Linked DNA regions of Sus scrofa: region 2 is linked to region 1. The links are chromatin contacts, called in public Hi-C maps. All regions are on one chromosome and are shown on one strand. The core of a region is the stretch at or near the end of the contact, and the rest is flanking DNA. Distances in the headings are between cores, read along the strand shown.

What was found. A called contact is a pair of places that touch in the nucleus more often than the background predicts.
Region 2: a Hi-C map of epiblast stem cells shows a contact between it and region 1, with 3 times the contacts expected there. The contact joins the promoter of RAD23B here to the promoter of ZNF462 in region 1. A contact is called at or near these places in 2 of 47 Hi-C or Micro-C datasets (epiblast stem cells and heart right ventricle) and 1 of 2 datasets of contacts at active chromatin or transcription factors (skeletal muscle).

What each region holds. Positions count from the first base shown.
Region 1 is chr1:248,027,745-248,030,766 of Sscrofa11.1, forward strand. ZNF462 (zinc finger protein 462) reads left to right here and starts at 1,392. Exons shown (of 13, transcript XM_013993738.2): 1 at 1,392-1,846.
Region 2 is chr1:248,446,389-248,449,410 of Sscrofa11.1, forward strand. It overlaps RAD23B (UV excision repair protein RAD23 homolog B), which reads left to right and starts at 1,603. Exons shown (of 10, transcript XM_001927866.6): 1 at 1,603-2,293. The coding sequence starts at 2,228.

The DNA.
Region 1 (3,022 bases), core at 142-2,641:
AGACTATATTGAATTTCTTGGAAAAGGTGTTTTACATAGGAAGGAAAATACCACCAAGTTCAAGAAGTGTGTCACAATGCAGTCAATTGTTTGAAGATGGGATAATTAAGACTTCTGAAAAAGCCATACACTCTTTTCATCTACTCTTTGTTTTGCTAAAATCATCAGCTTGAACAGTTTTCCAGCTGGAATTTAGAAAGTGGGGTTATAAACTAGAATATTTTTAACATAGTTTTCAGGAAGTAGGACTTTTCCTTTTTTATATGCTATAACCTAACAATGACATTAAAACATCTATTCACGCTTGTTTCAGTTGAAATTCTATCTTTTTAATGTAGCCTCTGGACCAACTCTTCTGTCTTTTCATAATTCCTTCCTGCAGGGGATAGAAGTCCTCTTTTCTCCCATAAACACTTTTCTTTGAGAGGTTTGGGTGCTTTCCTTTTCTAATCTTTTAAAAAATTTATTAATTTTTTATTGAAGTATAGTTGATTTAGAATATTGCGTTAATTTCTGCTACACAGCAGTGATTCAGTTATATACGTATACACACATATTCTTTTTAAAAAATATTCTTTTCCATTATGGTATCATAGGATATTGACTGTAGTTCCCTGCGCTATATCCCAACCTTTAAAAACCAAAATGATTTATAGACTATCCCTATCCTGCTAGAGTTGGGCAAGTAAGAGGATCATATTTGCATGGGTCACTCTGATTGTAGGACTCCACTGTTTCTTGAACTAAAATTGCAAGATTTATTATTCTATTAATGCTCATAAAGTCACTCTTTTGATGAGCCATAATTTCCTTTTATGAGGAGTCTGTATGCCAGTCACCATGATAAGGGAGAAGAAAGTCTAGACTTCCCACATATTCATATTTCCTGGAACATTAATAAAGTCTTGAAATCCCATATGACTCCAGGGGATAATGGCATAGGGTATAGTAACAAAAGGCACATTTCACGGGAGTCAACCTGTCCCTATGAGACTTCCCTCACATTGTTGCCTGTGTACAAAACCTAAGCTTTTCCATTTTAATTAAAAAATTTAGAAATTAACCCTCCTGGTGGAGAAGATAACCCATCAACTAGGCTTGTATTATCTTTCGCATATTCTTAGGGAATTAACTAGCAGGAGGTGTGAACTTTCTCCTGCTTATCTTAATGGTCCGCTAATGGCAAAGCATAATTACAGTTACTTATGGGCCAAGTTTGTCAAGGTTTTCCCTAAAACCTTTCCTTGACGGACCCAGCTTTTATTTATCAAAATGCTTTCCTATCATTTGAAAGAAAACTTATCCCCCATAAAAACAAGCAAACAAAAAGTCCACTCCCCTACCATGTTTAATTACTTTCAATTATTTTAGAGGGGCAGTTAAAGCACTTGTGACTCCAAAAAAATCGAAAAATTTGTGTCTGGCATCATTAATGGAAATCTTAGCTTTCCCCCCACTCAAAAGGCAGGGCTATGCGGGAGTTTTGCAGTAGTTTTGCTTCACGGCTTTGGGAAGTCGCTCTGCTTCTAAATCATAAGATGGTCTTCTGCAGACGATCCTGTGTTTGGAATGGAAACTTAGCCATTATACCTTCTGCCCCAAACACCCACTTGAGAAGCCCGAAAGCCATCTATCTCCCCATCGGTCTCCGGATCTCCTCGCTGCCTTTGTCCCTTCTAGACGTGGAGGCTTGGAGAGGAGGTTTAGTTTCCAAGGATTGGAGCGTTTGAAGGGCGGGGCCATCTCCAAGTCCATCTCCCCTTTTTGTCCTCTTCTCCTGGGACGGGAGGGAGGAGCCAGGTCCCCCCGCGGCCGGTTCGGGAGCTCTCCATCTCGGTCGCTCGAGGTGAGTCTGAAAGGGCGGCAGCCCGTTTAATTGCTGCGCAGGTTAATTTCTCGAGTTCACCGCAGTCGGTCAGCCAGCCGCTCGCCCGGTCTTTGCCAAGTGGGTTTATGAGGTCTGAGGCGTGTTGGGGCGCGCTCACGTTCTCGCGAAAGGCTCCTCCCCAGGGCTCATTCCCCGACTGCGGGAAGCCCTTTGGTGCCCCAGGAGCCTTGAGTTTCCTCTGACCTCGTCTCTTCCTCCTCCCTCTGCACCGCCGGGTTCCCTGTGTCCCTGCCCCCCGCCCCCGCCCCCGGGGAAGGGCGGCCCCCATCTTAGGACTTCCGACCCGAGCCAACCCTGAAGGCACCTTCACGTCGATGAAGATTTTTATCACAACCTCCCAAACCCAGCAGTAATAGGAGCTTTCAACCTGAAATACGATTGTTATTTTCCCGGTGCAGAGCTTGACAGAAAAAGTCAGCTATTTATTAAAGACAAAGAGGTAAATTATCAGCTGGGGCACTGAAGGGACGGCGGAGACCGAGCGCGCTTCTTCTGGTTGCCACGAGGAATTTATGGGGGAGCCGCGACCGGTGCTCAGACACCCCTGGGGTCCCGGGGGAGGAGCTCGGGGCAGAAGGGCTTCCCCAGGTCCCTCCAGGCACCTGGAAGCCGGAGTCCTCCCAAGTCTGTACAAAGCCAGGGTCATTTCAGTCCTGAACAACCTCACCGTCTTCCTCTCTCCTTTCTTCTGCTCTCCGTTCTTTGACTCCCGTTTCCCTTTTGCCTATGAGCTTTCTCCTCCTTGGTCTCCTCTCCTTACTTTTTCTCTTCGCACTCCTCGCCTCTCCTCTCCCTCCCCCTCCTTTCTTCTCCACCGCACGCGTAGAGTGTCATTTATTTATTTATTTATCACCCCCGCCATCAACACCCTTTTAGGGCTCCCAAGCTTTTCAATGTGAGTGGGAGGAGAAAAGGGCAGGAAGTGTTGACTGGAAGAGGGTGAAATCGTGCCTCTGGGTGAGAGATTCTACCCTGGAATAAACGATTAGGAAACGCTTGGAAAATGAGAATTCAGATCTGTTTATAAAACCCCGCTATCTGGTGGGAACCAACTCCTCGTGCGTCTCCTCCTCCCCTTTATTGTGTGGGTTTTTGGAGGTATCTTCCTGAACTGTGGTTGGGGGTCGGGGGAGG
Region 2 (3,022 bases), core at 353-2,852, 420 kb after region 1:
CCATGGGCTGAATCTGAGCAACTGTGCCCTATGCCACACCTGCAGCAACTGCCAGATCCTTTAACCCACTGCGCTGGGCTGGGGATAGAACCCATACCTCTTCAGCAATCCAAGCTGCTATAGCCACAGCTGCTGTGCCACAGCAAGAACTCCATTATATTTCAAGTAAAGATATTACGTAGGCAATTGGCTAATTCTATCTATAGCTAAAGGTCCAGGCTGGAAGTATTTCAAAACAAAGGACGTGATGAGATCACCTGGTGATTAACAGTAGATATACAGGAAGACGGAAAGCCAAGGTTTAGATATGGAATTATAACACAGGGAGATACGTGTTGTGAAGGGGGCAGTGGGACAGCTGAAGGAGAGGGAAGTTGATCAGGCAAAGTTCCATGGAAGAATTATACCTGAGCTCTTACAATCTACAGAAAACCAATCAATGACATTGTATCAGTGAAGATGCTGCTCCAGAGAGGTCCTTTGCAATTAGTCACACAGCTAGTGACTTAATTGTAACTTTACACTTGAACTACTTTAAGTCAAATATGCAAGATGGCACTTTATTAAGAGGCAGAACAGCCAGGCACTTAGGAGCCCAGGGTCTGGAGTCATTCGGCTTGGGTTCAAATTCTGGACCCGCCACTCACCAGGTGGGTGATTCCGGGTACTACACTTAAGTTTTCTTATCTGTAAATGGGCATACTACAAATAGCTATCTCTTTATGAACTGCTTACTATGTTCCTGCCACTAAGATTTTTACTGTATACATTGTTCAACACCTCTTCTCCAATAATCAATGAAACTGAGTGCTGTTATTACTCTCAGCTTACTGATGAGAAACAGAAAGCATATTTACCCATTCCACACATATTTACTGTGTGCCTACATTACATGCCAGGCATGTTTCTTCGTGCTGGGGGTACATCAGGCAATATAACAATACCCTTGCCCTTGTGCAGCTTGTCTGTGTTTACAGAAGAGAGAAAGATAATAAATCTAATAAATATTACATTTATGGTAATTAGAAGATAAATGCTATAGAAAAAAAACAAAACAAAACAAAACACACAGCAGGGTAATGTGGTTAGGGAAATTGCGGTTTACGTTGAGTATCCACAGCAGACCTCCCCGAGAAGGGAGAGACAGTGAGCCACCCAGGTACCTGGGGAAAGAAGACTTAGGGACGGAAACAGCGAGCGAAAAGGCAGGCCCTCAGCTGAGTGCATCTGCCATGAGAGTCAGGATATATGCGAGGAAGTGGCTGTGTATCCAGTCCTAAGAACTTTTACTTTGGGTGCGATGAGTACCCACTGGACAGTTCTGCCCAGGGAAGTGATATAATTTGACCTTGTATTTAGCCCCAAGGTCCATCAAGGCAGTCTGGTGCTGAAGTCAGCGCTCTCAGGATAATAGAATCAGTGGCCACACAGCAAGCGCCCAGTAAACGCCGGCTCACTACTGTGGCTGTTTCATTTAAACCCCGCCCTGACCTACCGCCCTCTAGTTGCCCAGCTCCAGGGCTCTGCATCCACTTAGTCCGGTCTCCACGTAGCGCTTCCTCGGCTACAGATTGCCCAACTCAAGCTACCGGGCGGAGTCTGGACGTAGGCGGAGCGGCGGAGGGCGGGAGAACGCCCCCGGCAGCCGACGCGACAGGGAAGCCCCGAGAGCCCCCGAGGCGCCCCACTGACTACGCCTGCGCACGCGCGATCCAGGACGCCGACATTCCAGAGCCGTAATCCGCCCCGCCCCAATTCCGGGGCGGAGTTCTCGGCTGCGCCTGCGCACAGGCTCGCCGCACCCTACGCCTGCGCGCTCCGACAGTGCGGCCCCATCCCCCAGGTTTTTCGGGTGGGGGAGGGGGCGCGTCTCGGCGAGTCACGATGATGGCGGCCACCAGTCTGTGGTGAGCTAGCGGGTTCTCTGCTGGTTTCGCATAGCCCCTTGAACCTCCTGTAGACCTTGAGGCTGGCGCCAGGCGTGTGAAGAAGCACTGCAGCCCGAGCTCGCGAGGAAAGCCGCAGTCGCGGAGGCAGCGGCGCGGCCCAGGACCAGGGCTGGGGGAGAGGCCGCTCTGCAGGGCGAATGTGACAAGCCCCCACCCCCACCGCCTTCCTCCCGAGTGCGCGAGGAGCGCGGGCGACCCCAGGGCCCCGCCAGGCCACAGACCCCGCCCAGCGGCCAGCACCCGGAGCAGGCCCGGCAGCGGAGCTGCGCGGCGGCACCATGCAGATCACCCTGAAGACCCTCCAGCAGCAGACCTTCAAGATCGACATCGACCCCGAGGAGACGGTGAGAGCAGCGGGGAGCGCGGGGCCCGGGACGCGGCAGCTGCGCGAGTGGCCAGCCAGGCCTAGGCGGAGGTCGGCGCTGCGAGGCCTTTCGTGGGGTCCCGGCCTATATCAGAGCGGGGCCCGGCGGCGCGCCCGAGCTGGGAGGGTCCCCGGTGTACTCGAGAGGGCGCGGTGAACGGGGGTTCGGGCCCCCGACGCTGGCTGAGGCCTGCGGGCCCGGGCGCGGGCAGGGCCCCGGGGCCCTGCGGCGTGTGGCCGACCGGACCTTGGGAGTTGGCTCTGGGCTTTGTGTCAGGAGTAAGGGGAAGCAGTGGCCGAAACTGAAGCCCTGGCGGCGTGGAGCACATGCCTGCAGGGCACCGGAGGCTTGGGCCTGGGCCCTCCCGGCAGAGGGGCTTGAGGGGGAGGGAAGCTTAGGGCTGCTTCAGCGGTCTAGCCGAGCTCCCTGGTGTGGATGCACAGGTGGGGGAGGGAGATTTAGGTGTCGCCACTATTTCTGCGTGGATCTGGTTAGGCGCTAAGGTCTAGGAGGTGCAGACCGGCGATAATTAACCTTAAAAAAAAAGTGTCAGGTTCCGTTTGCCGCAGAGCGAGAGGTGAGTGGTGAAAATGCATTCTTTGCCCCCTTCCCCGCAGAATTGGGGGCGCTTTTATTTGCATATATTTTGAGTCGTTTCGCTGCAGGTCTCCCGCCATCGAACCCACACCCACATGTAGATTGCACTTT